Linked DNA regions of Mus musculus: all the other regions are linked to region 1. A link is a contact called in public promoter capture Hi-C data. All regions are on one chromosome and are shown on one strand. The core of a region is the stretch at or near the end of the contact, and the rest is flanking DNA. Distances in the headings are between cores, read along the strand shown. Region 1 holds the start of Slc17a4 (solute carrier family 17 (sodium phosphate), member 4). Region 2 holds the start of BC005537 (cDNA sequence BC005537). Region 3 holds the start of Tdp2 (tyrosyl-DNA phosphodiesterase 2).

Region 1 (3,489 bases), core at 256-2,755:
TTTCCTAATGAATAATTTTTAGATTCTTCTGGTTGCCTTGGTAGAAGCACTGTCTACTCCACAGCCAGCAACCCTCCCTTCATGCCAGCTCTGCTATTTTGAATTCCCCACAAAACACTTGAGAAGGTAATATATCAGCCACAGCTGCCAGCTGCTCAGACATAGCCCTGACATTTCCCAGACTGTGTCAGAAGCCTCCCACTAGCCAGAGACTGCTGACCACAAAGAGATCTATGGTTGGCGCCTACAATGCTCCATTTGCAGAGGCCCCTCTGGAGGATGCAAGTGTGGTTCATTTGGAAGAAGCAATGTTTGGAGGACAGGGCAGACTCCTTGCTGTACCTTGTTCTGGCTACATTAACAGGTTGTTTGGTTCACTTTGTCACTCTGGTGAGAGACAACATCCTGATGTAGCAGCATGAGCCTGAGGCCTAAGATAGAACTCTCAGGTGATCTATTCTCACCTGTGCTTGATCTTTATCATTTTAGAGCAGGATGAGTTGGTAACAGGAAGGAAGGGTGAGGGGACAGAGGATTTAAGGGTGACAGTTGCAACCGTGGATCAATCAGCAGCACTGGTCACAGCGGAGGCAGCAAAGGTAGCAGCGATGGTAGGGCAGAGATCACGAAAGCCAGGAAGAGCTGAAGACAGGAAAATGAGGTCATTGGAAGAGTTCCAGAGACCTACCAAAAGGGTCTCAGATACCACGGGTCCATTAGCTGCAAAAGAGTCTGTCAACAGCTCAGAATCCTAAACAGCGCAACATCTATCATCGTAGGTCCCAAGATTGGATGCTTGTACGAGAGCTGCAGCCCCGGATGTCGCTGGCTCTGTTGTGTGCACCACTGCTGGAAGCTGAGGACCAAGTGCTGAGACCACTAGATTAATCCTAGAGCAGTAAGCCTCTGGCCTGAGAATATGTTAAGCTCTAAGTGTCTGGCTTCTATAAGGTCAGTAGGCCTATAGCTGCTCTCTGTGTAAAATTAGTTCTATTAAACATGGATATGGTGGAAAACAGCCACTTAAGAGACAAGATGTAACCCTATCTATGAAGATTATTGTACTCCTGAGATCATAGATGATGAAGATGCCATTAATGAGCTGCTCAGAGGGTTGACCTGATAGCTTGGCAGGGAAAGATAAGTGTCATTGTGCTCAATAGCTTGAATTGTGACCTTGAGATCAACATGGTGGAAGGGAAAAACCCAGTCTTGAAAGCTGTCCTTTGACCTCAATAAGTGAAAACTTACCCACACACACTCTAACACATAAATAATCACATATAATGTAAAAGTTAAAAATGAGGCAAGCAAGAGTAGTAGCAGGACCCACAGAGAATCTGGGAAGATGTATGTGACTTCACATGAACTTCAAGTATGAGGAAGATAGAGTGAACATGGTCAGGTCATCAATTAAATAATAAAACAAAGTTAAAAATTAAATGGTTGAGCCAATAAAAGCCTCCATTTGGTAAGATAAAAGCTAAAGGCCCTGAGTAATAATTCACTCCTCTGGGTTAGACAGCTGCAGAAAGCTGAGAAACCGATAGGATCCCAGCCAAGAGCCGGCTCTCCGCCTTCCTCAGGTTTGCTTTCCAGTTCTTGCTCTGGTTCTGACGGTGTGGGAACGGACCTTTTCCTGTTGAGATTATAGGTGGTGTGCAGGACTGGGTTTCTTTTGGGAGATGGTTGTGAAAAGTGAGACAGGAGGCTGCTTTTTCCTAAAACAAACGAGGTCTATAGGAACTCCAGAAGGAGAGGGAGGGAGGAAGACAGACATGGAAGAGGGAGACAAAAGCCAGCGGTGGGTGGGTGGGGACAGGAAAGGTAGGAAACAGGGAGAAAGGGAGAGAGAATACTGTCTGAAGCAACTAGAAGGGAACACCAATCGTAAGGTCAGGTCTTGCATTTCTTAGGGTTACTGACGCTGGAAAATTGCACAAAGCACTCATGCATTTAACTTGTTTTTGTGAGATACACTAGTTTGTAGAAACAGCACTAACCAAACAGACTGAGGCAAAAAAACCAAACCAAACCAAACCAAAACACCCTGTTGTTTTAAAGAATATTTTTAATAGGCTTCAAAGGTCAAATTAACAAAAAAACCAGAGTAAACAGAATTTTCATGGGAGAATGGGGGACTGAAGCAAATAAAACCCCCTATGGCTTTATGCAGTGGTCCAGAGTGCTCTTTTCTTTTGCTGTCATGTTCCTGGGAGAGGACTTCCCTCTCAGCTCAGAGACAGCCACGGTATACCAACAGACTGGGTGGTTAGAATAGGCAGATCGTATGTTCTCACTGTCAGCCCCTTAGTTGTTATCATCTGTACTCTTCTGCTTCCTTCCTAACTAGGCCATTCTTGTTTTTCTTTCTTATCATATTGTACTCTGTGACTCACTGGAGCATGTGTCCTGCATGCTGTCTGTGGTCATGTCTTTTGCCCTTCAGCAGCCTTGTCCAACCCTCTTCCTCTAACTGACAAACTCCAGAGATTAAGGTCTTCTGTTTAAGTAGACGCAGAGCCACTCATGCGAGCAAACCTCCAGTCATGCTGGAGAAAGCCACGGAAGCAAGCCTTCCATTTATTGCACATATGTTTACTGGGTCAGTGAATGAGCCAGAGGCTGGTGAACTCTGAGGCATTGCGTCACTGCAAGGGTCTGGAAAGCTAGAAAGGAAAAAGCTGGCCTGAATCCTGTCTTCAGTTCCATGAGTGAGAGACTCTTCTGTCCAACCAGTCTCCCTAAGGTGTGAACAAGAGTCAGCAGATGGTTTTAGGTTTCCAAGCACAATCTCAGGCTTGACCCATTTCATTCTGCCAGTGTTGGTTTGGATTTAAGTTGTTTGTCAATTTTATTCTGAATTGCAGATGGTGTAAGCTGGAATCTTGTCGGTATCTGTCCACTTGCAGCTATAGTAGCGACACGCCTGGGTGTTAGGTAACATTTGCACAGACAGGGAAGCACAAACCCGACCCATTCTACATATCTTTAATATGAACATGTTTCATATTCCCTCGAGAGAAGAATGGCTTTGCTTTACCAGAAGCTCTGGCCACGGTACTTCCCTTTACATCTGCTCGGCCTCTCCGCTTCTGTGTTCATGGTCAGGTAGTAGTAGTAAGATGGCCATTTTCAGACTTCATAATCCCAGTTTCCTGGATAATAGGCCTAATACGATGGAGAGCACAAAAAGCCAAACTTCATCTAAAAACACAGCTTCTCCCAATTCCAGGCTGGACCCTGGAATGAAGGGGCTGTTTGGGTGCCCTTTGTTCGCTTTCTTTGTCAGCCACTCCCCTCTCCTCTCATCCTAACTAAAGCTTCTAATTCTCCCAGGGCTGGGCTCGGTCAATAGAGGCTGATGTAAGGCAGGCAGTATCTTTTTAACTGGGTGGATAGTCCTTGCTGCATCTTGTGAATATCCTGCTAAGGACTTCAGTGGTCTTTCCCTGAATGGCTAACTCCTGTCATTTCATTCTTTCCTCT
Region 2 (3,443 bases), core at 17-2,516, 890 kb before region 1:
ATTGAGAAAAGGGAGGGAAAATTGTGATGTTGCTTCCCAAATACAGGGAAAAAAAAAATACCCCCCCCAAAACAAAAAACCCAAAAACTGAAAACCACCAAAACAGGGTAGGTGAATGAAACTGAAATCCCCAGTTGGATTTTACCCAGCCAGATCCATGGCTGTAGTACCTGATTAATTCTTAGTTATTTCAGATTTCACTACTGCTATGAACTGTCAGTGCTTTGCTATTGATTACACTTGGTGGTGAGCAAAGAGAAAAGTGCAAAATCAGCAGAGAAAGAAGGGGAGAGGTACAGGGTTTCCCTGCAATCAACTACAGTGTATACCGGGGGTGGACAGCTGTTGCCCAAAGGAGTCATGAGAAAAAACAGCGGAGTCATTACCAACTTCCCCATCACCCACGTTTTCACCCTCAGGCGGCTGCGAACGCTGCTGCCAAGGAGAACCATGATGGCAGAGGGAAAGGGGGGTCTATTAAACGGTATTAATAGTTATTCCGGCTCTGTGATTAGCCCTGATTAATGCCCGGGATCCAAGCACCCTTAGCCCTGCGGTGGGTTCTACATTCCCCGGGGAGCCCTCCGTATAAATTTGACCCCGTTCAAGTTCGGGATGGTAGGGAGTTCGATTATCTTCGTGTGAGCATGGCTGAGGCTAAGGTGGCGGGTTCTCCCACGTCCCAGGCCGGGCCCGGGGATCACCTGCCTTCGACCCCCAGGTCCCACCCACAACCCCTGGCCTTCAGCGGCAGCGACTCACTCGCACCACGGGAGACACTGGATCACTCGGGTTCTCACTCATTTCAATGTGGAAACAATTCCCGCCCGGGTAGAGGAGGCGGGAAGAGAGTTAAGTAGGAAGGATCAGTTGGGAGGAGGGGAAAAGAAGAGAATAATCGTGTTAATAATAATTACTTCTTAAAAGGAAGCCCACCCTCCCACCCCAAAAAAAAGCAAGGAATGAAGTTCCCGGGTTCTAGATTCGCTTTTCCCGTTCAACAGCCCATGTTTCCCGAGTGGGGGCGGCTGGGTGGTTTCCCAAGGGGACAGAGAGGCCGGGATCTAGGCGGCAGGGCGGGGTCCCCGCGGAGAGGAGAGCGGGACTCGCAGGCCGACCGTCGGTGGGCCGTCTAGCCGCAGCCTGCGGGCGGAGCGGCGGCTGCGGAGGAGGAGGCGGCGGCGGCGGCGGGGGCGCTGCTCGTGGCGCGGGCGGGAGCCATGTCAAGAGAACACGACGGGCCGACGGAGCCCCTCCATGCCCGCTGCGCTGCGCTCTGTGGCCGGGCCACGCGCGCTGCTGCCGCCACTCAGCCCCCACCTGGGCCCCATAGTCGGGCTCGGCGCCCCGGGCGGCGACGGAGGGAAGGACGCGGCGCGGGGTTGGTAGGGGGAGGGGGGAGACGGCGAGGAAGAGGAAAGCGCGCGGGAGGGAAGAGGGAAGGAGGGGAGCCCTGCGCTACGGCCTGTCCGCGGAGTGAGCCCGGCAAAGTTGTCTCGGTTCGAGCGTCGGCTCCCGAGGCCTGCTTCGCCCAACAGTCCGGTTCAGGAAGATAGTCCAAGAGAGAGCCCCGACGGATGGGGGGAGAGAGCCGCAACGGAGGAGGAGGTCGAGCGTCCGCGGGGCCACAGCCTCGGTTCCCCCACCCCCCGCACCGGAGTGGCTTCAGAAGCAGCGGCTGCCGCTGGAACCTCCCGGGTCCGGGGCTGAGTCGCGTTTGAGGAAAAGAAACAAGAACAAACAACTTAAAATGGCAGCGACGGCTGCTGCGTCACCCGCCCCTCCGCGGCACCGCCCCGAGCGCTCTACGCCTGCGCGCGCCCCGGACGCTACCATCTGTGGCAAAAACTGAAGGGGGAGGCGGGAAAAGAAGCGTGAAGGTTTTCACAGTTATGGAGACAGAAAAACCGAAAAGCTAGTAATGTGTGACATATAAAAGTCGGTATAAATAGTGAGTAGCTTTGAAATTAGGCTTTCAGTAAGATACTTCTTTTCCTAGGGGTGTTTGAGAACACACATTTCCCCTATTTATCAATATGGAAAGTCCTAAGGCGTGGCAAGGGTCTCCCGCCACTCCCTCCGCCCCTCTGTCCCTCCGTCAGGCTGTCCAGGTCTCCCCCGCCCCGTCCTTTTACGTCATAAGAGCACGCCCCCTACGCCCTCCATGACGAAGCGGAGAGAGTAGCTCCACCCTGGGCTATGCTGGGGAGCGGTAGTTGGACTTAGGGGGTGGGGTAGGGTGGGGGTCCTGTTAAAGCAGCGGTTCTCAACCTGTGGGTCGCACCCCATACGGGAGAATCCAATGATCCTTTTATAGAGGTTGCCTAAGACCATCGGAAAACATTAACATTCATAACAGCAGCAACATTACAGTTAAGAAGTAGCAACAGAAATTTACGGTTGGGAGTCAGCACAATATGAGGAACAGTACTGAAGGATCTTAGCAATGGGGAGGTTGAGAATCACTGCTCCAGAGATGCTCAAAAGCCAAAGCCGGGGAAGTGGGCGGAAAAATGGGTGTTGGAAGGGCCAGAGTGAGGAAGAAACCCGGAAGACTGAAGGGTGGTTAGGGTCATTTTATTATTCCCTAGAAGTCGGCCAGTTGGCAACAACGGAGAAATCATTTCGAGTTAGCGGAATGAAGCTTGCTTGCACCCCAACGAGTATAGCCTCAGTCCATGCGCCTCTATCCTCACCCCTCTTCCTGCACCACCAAGGCGAACGGACCTCGGGCTTTAAGCGACAGAAGCCCTTGTATGCGTTGTTGCTAGGATCGGAAGAGGCAGCCGAACTCTACGTGTGATTCCTCCACCACAGTGAACAGGGATCCCCGAGAACCTCAGACCTACGTCCCATCTTCTCCTGACTCTCTATCCTCAACGGTAAATGGGACACTGGAACGTTTACTGCTGAATCACGCCGTCCTTGACCCCAAAGAGCGCTCATTCGGTTTGTGAGACTCTGGTGTGATAAAAACGAAGTTACATAATTAATCAGCGAAGGTTGATACTCCACATGAACAAAGCCTGGGTGCTGCATTCCTGACTACTCGGTCGAAACTTTTAAAAGTCCAGTCTCCTAAATAGCTGCTTTTCACTTCGTGAAATCAAAATCTATTAGCTGCAATCACCCTTTATCCATAAGCCAAAGAAAATAAATAAAATCCTATTTTTATGTTTGCCTGCATGCATACTTGTGCCCAGACACCAGAAGAAGGTATCGGATCCCCTAGAACTGGAGTTCAAGATGTACTAGGGCCCATTCTTCAATGTAAGTTCTCCAGAACCAAGGTTGGCATTCCTGATCGTTCCAAATTAGTTCCAACATGAGTCAGCCATAGTGGCTGTAATCCGAGCACTCAGGAGGCTGAAGCAGGTTTGTTGTGACTTCGAAGTCATTCTCCTTCAAGGCCAACCTGGAATACCACAGAAACCCTGTCTCCC
Region 3 (3,795 bases), core at 1,292-3,791, 920 kb before region 1:
TGATGCAAGATAGTTTAGTACCAATTCTAAAGCAAAATATGAAATGTAAACACCCTCTTTGAAACAAGGTCTCGAAATGTATACCTGCAAGGCTCAAACTTACAAGCTTATAAAGTAGGAACTTTAGCAAGTATATATCCAGACTGCCTGCCCTAGGACTCAATACTTTGGCTAAGCTGGCCTCAAACCTTTGGCAATCCTGCCTCAGCTTCCCAAGTAACATAAGCTACCACATCTGGCTAAAAATCATCTGTATGTATAAAAGTATTTTTAAAGAGAACCAAAAACTATGTTTAATGCCAAGTTCCTTTTGGAACTTCACCCATCTCAGAAAGCTTTCTTTTCTAACATTCAATATTATACTTTTTCTGCAGCCTTACCAAAGAGAAAAGGCTAAGCAATTTCAGAACATTATCTGATCTTAGGCCCTTCATTTTTAACTAAAAACATTTGAGACAGAAGAGATCACTTTAGGAGTACTTGGTCTTTCAGAGGACTTGGGTTCAAGTCCTAGAACTGCAGCATGCATAGCTCATAACTAACCCCAGTTTCAAGGGTTCTTATGCCCTCTTCTGGGGCTGGGCAGTGGGCACACGCCTTTAATCCCAGCACTTGGGAGGCAGAGGCAGACGGATTTCTGAGTTCAAGGCCAGCCTGGTCTACAGAGTGAGTTCCAGGACAAGCCAGGGCTATATAAAGAAACCCTGCCTCCAACCAGACCAGAGTTGTTGTCTAACCTACACACAAGTAACTGGAGGAGGTGGGGAGGGGGTACTGGATAGGTGGACTCCACTCTTTATTTATTTATAACCTCTGGAGTGTGCAGACCCAACATTTTCTAAACAACTTCCCACGTAATTTTCAGCACAGCTGTTTTATGATGATTGCCCGTCTCTTCTGACACAGACAACTCCCATGTAAGACACTCTGGAAAGAACAGTGGCCAATTCGTGTACAAGGCCCAGTACGGCACCTTAGTTTTATTCTGCAAACTGTAGAACAACAACAATGAAAATCGGAGGCAGGGCATTGAGACAACAGGAACAGCATACACTAAAAACAAATATTAAACCTGGCTGGTATGGTTTTTAGTTCCCACAGGCTGAGGCAAGATTGCTAGGAGCTCAATGCCGGCCTGAACTACACACAAACTTGTGCCAAACTAATCAAACTTGAAACAAACCTGTCTCAAAAGAAAAACTATCGTTCTTTGGCAAGAGGAGAGCAGATAAACTATGCAGAAACAAGGAGACTTACAGGTTACCATTCTTCAGGAGAAAATCTCTACCTCTGTTTTTTTTCTAATCTTCAGTTTACATATCACCAATATTTCAGGTCAGTAAGTGTATTTCAGTAGCCAGGGTTTCACAAACCTTTAATCCCAGTACTGGGCCAATGGAAGGCAAGCCTTGACCACAAAGGAGTTCCAAGTCAGCCTGGACATATATGGCTCAAATAAAAAGTTCGGGTAGGGAGTGCTGGAATCAGATGCAATGCTAGCAAAAGGGAGGCTGGAAGAGAGCTGGAGGTCAGGATTATTGCAAGCCTCTGTCTCGAAAAAGAACAAATAACGGTAACATTAAACAAAAATTCCATCCCAGTGTGGTGGTGGGCACTCTAAATCCAGCCCATTCGATTCTGAGGCAGGTAGATCTGTGTTTGAGGCCAACCTAGTCTACACACCAAGCTCAGGCCAGCCAGGGATAAAGGGTGAGGTTCTGCCTCAAAATACATAAAATAATCTTCAGGTTTAAGAAATAAGATAAAATAAAATAAAATAAATCACGTTGGAAGCCAGTTCTAGTATGTGCCTTCAACGTGCCAGCACTGAGAGGGCAGAAGCAAGCTGATCTGAGTTCGAGGCCAGCTTGGTTCAAATAACGACGAGTTCCAGGCCAGCCAAGCGCTACACAGTGAGACTCGTCCCAAAACAACAAAGACAAGTCCCGCTGGGAAGTGACCCTGCATCCTCGGAAGCATTCCCTGAGATTTCCAGCTCTGGGGCGCCGGCCGCCCTTTTCCAGGTCCCGGTCCTCGGACGCCCAAGCCCAGCAGGCGGTCCCTCCCCGCCCTCGGCGAGCAGCCCGCGACCCCCGTCGCTTACTAGGCCTCGGACTTGAAGGACGTGGGAGGCTGGCGCGGCCACCCTTGGTCGTTCTCTGGCAGCTCGAAGTAGGCGCTCAGGGCTTTCTGAAAAGCAAAGGCACAAGGCTGCAGGGCGCGCCCCGCCTCCCGGGGGAGAGCGGCGGAAGCGAGAGACGCGAACTGACCTGCGTCTGCCAGTCGTTCTCCCGCAGGACGCTGGGGACCATCGTGGGGTCGCATCCCCCCACCAACGCAAAGCCCAGGCACTGAAGCCGCCGCCTCTTCACCCGGTCCTCCTCCGCCTGTGCTGCTTCGGGCGCCGACGCCGCCCGCCCTGCCGGCCCTGCGGGCTCCGCCGCATCGGAACTGCTGCCAGACGCCATCGCCGCAGGGTCCCCTCAAAACACCCGCTCTTCACGCTGCTTCCCGCGCGACTGATCGCGAACGCCGGAACCTGCGCAGGCGCGCAGCGTGCAAGCGCGTCCGCGTCAACCTTCCGGCAAGAAGACCGCCCTCTCTGGTCCCCGTCCGCGGCCAGCGAGGCGCAGATGGGGAGGGGGAGGGGGAGGGGAGGGGAAGGAGGGGCCGAGGAGGCCTGAAGGTTGCGCGTGCGCGCTGGGGCGCTAAAGAGTGAAGGTAACCCGTGATCATCTAGGACCAGGGCGACCGGGGCGCGCGATCCTTTCTCCCGAGCACGACGCGACAGCGGCCGGGCTTGCAGACTTGACCTTCCACACCCTTGTCCTCTCACAAACGTCTCTTCCAGAGTTCATTCTCGCAGAGCCCAGACTCTTGCTTTGCGTCCACGATGAGCAGCATGACCCAGAACCTACGAGAAGTAATGAAGGTTATGTTCAAAGTTCCCGGTTTTGATAGAGTTTTGGAAAAGGTATATTTATTGTAGGCGAAGTATCTGGTGAAGGGGACGAACCTAGTAAAACACCTTAGTGGCCTCGCAAACGCAGGGGAAGTGCGTGGCGTGGATTCTCATCGAAACGTAAATAAGCATGTTTGGTTTTTTGTTTTTTGTTTTTTTTTTAACCAGCAAACTGTTGGAGTGTGTGGAGAAAAAATGTCAGCGTACCATTTAAGGGACGCTGGAGCCTGCAGGGCTAGTATATAGGAATTGTTTCTTAAGAGTCAAGGAGGTTTGAGGTACGGAAGTGAATGCGAGAACCACCTGTACGTGTGTTGTATTTCTTGCTTTTGAGACTAGGTCTTTGTAACTAGGTCTATGTAACTATGTAACGTTTGTTGGCTGAGAACCCTTGTAGTCCAGGCTGGCCTGGGAGTCTACAGAGTTAACCAGGACCAGTGCCTGCACCCTGCCATTCCACATGAACTAACGTAGACTACTGTTTTCCAGACTTTATAGACATTGTGTTCTATAGGAAGCAATCCTTAATAAATATCCGTAGCAGAAGTCCAGTGCGTGGTATTGTCAGAGTAGAAAGACACTTAACCTTAGAACTTGCTGCAGACTTTTTAATAAATGTTTTAATGCACGCATGTCTATTTTTCTGATTAAGAAAAAATACTTGGAAATTTAAAAAGAATTTGGGCATGAAATATAAATTTTGGTCAACAACAGGCATTTGAAATCTTTTTCCTGAACACGCCCCCTCTTAGAATTTTTTAACTATGTTCATAAAGTGTCAAAAAAATAGGAAATAACCCTTAGGTAAATATATTTAATGTTTTCCAATAGGA

Evidence for each region. Promoter capture Hi-C pulls out the DNA fragments that hold promoters and counts their contacts.
Region 2: a promoter capture Hi-C map of pre-B cells shows a contact between it and region 1, with 4 times the contacts expected there. The contact joins the promoter of BC005537 here to the promoter of Slc17a4 in region 1. A contact is called at or near these places in 6 of 39 promoter capture datasets (the HPC-7 cell line, hematopoietic stem and progenitor cells, hippocampal neurons and 2 more) and 3 of 115 datasets of contacts at active chromatin or transcription factors (embryonic stem cells, large pre-B cells and pro-B cells).
Region 3: a contact with region 1 is called in a promoter capture Hi-C map of pre-B cells, with 3 times the contacts expected there. The contact joins the promoter of Tdp2 here to the promoter of Slc17a4 in region 1. A contact is called at or near these places in 7 of 39 promoter capture datasets (the HPC-7 cell line, HPC-7-derived erythroid cells, cranial neural crest and 3 more) and 4 of 115 datasets of contacts at active chromatin or transcription factors (the 230-238 cell line, large pre-B cells, microglia and 1 more).

The regions. Positions count from the first base shown.
Region 1 is chr13:23,913,023-23,916,511 of GRCm38.p6, reverse strand. Slc17a4 (solute carrier family 17 (sodium phosphate), member 4) reads left to right here and starts at 1,505. Exons shown (of 12, transcript NM_177016.3): 1 at 1,505-1,586.
Region 2 is chr13:24,799,480-24,802,922 of GRCm38.p6, reverse strand. It overlaps BC005537 (cDNA sequence BC005537), which reads right to left and starts at 1,266. Exons shown (of 5, transcript NM_024473.3): 1 at 1-1,266.
Region 3 is chr13:24,830,405-24,834,199 of GRCm38.p6, reverse strand. Tdp2 (tyrosyl-DNA phosphodiesterase 2) reads right to left here and starts at 2,541. Exons shown (of 7, transcript NM_019551.2): 1 at 2,271-2,541; 2 at 2,105-2,190. The coding sequence starts at 2,468. It overlaps Acot13 (acyl-CoA thioesterase 13), which reads left to right and starts at 2,711. Exons shown (of 3, transcript NM_025790.2): 1 at 2,711-2,974. The coding sequence starts at 2,894.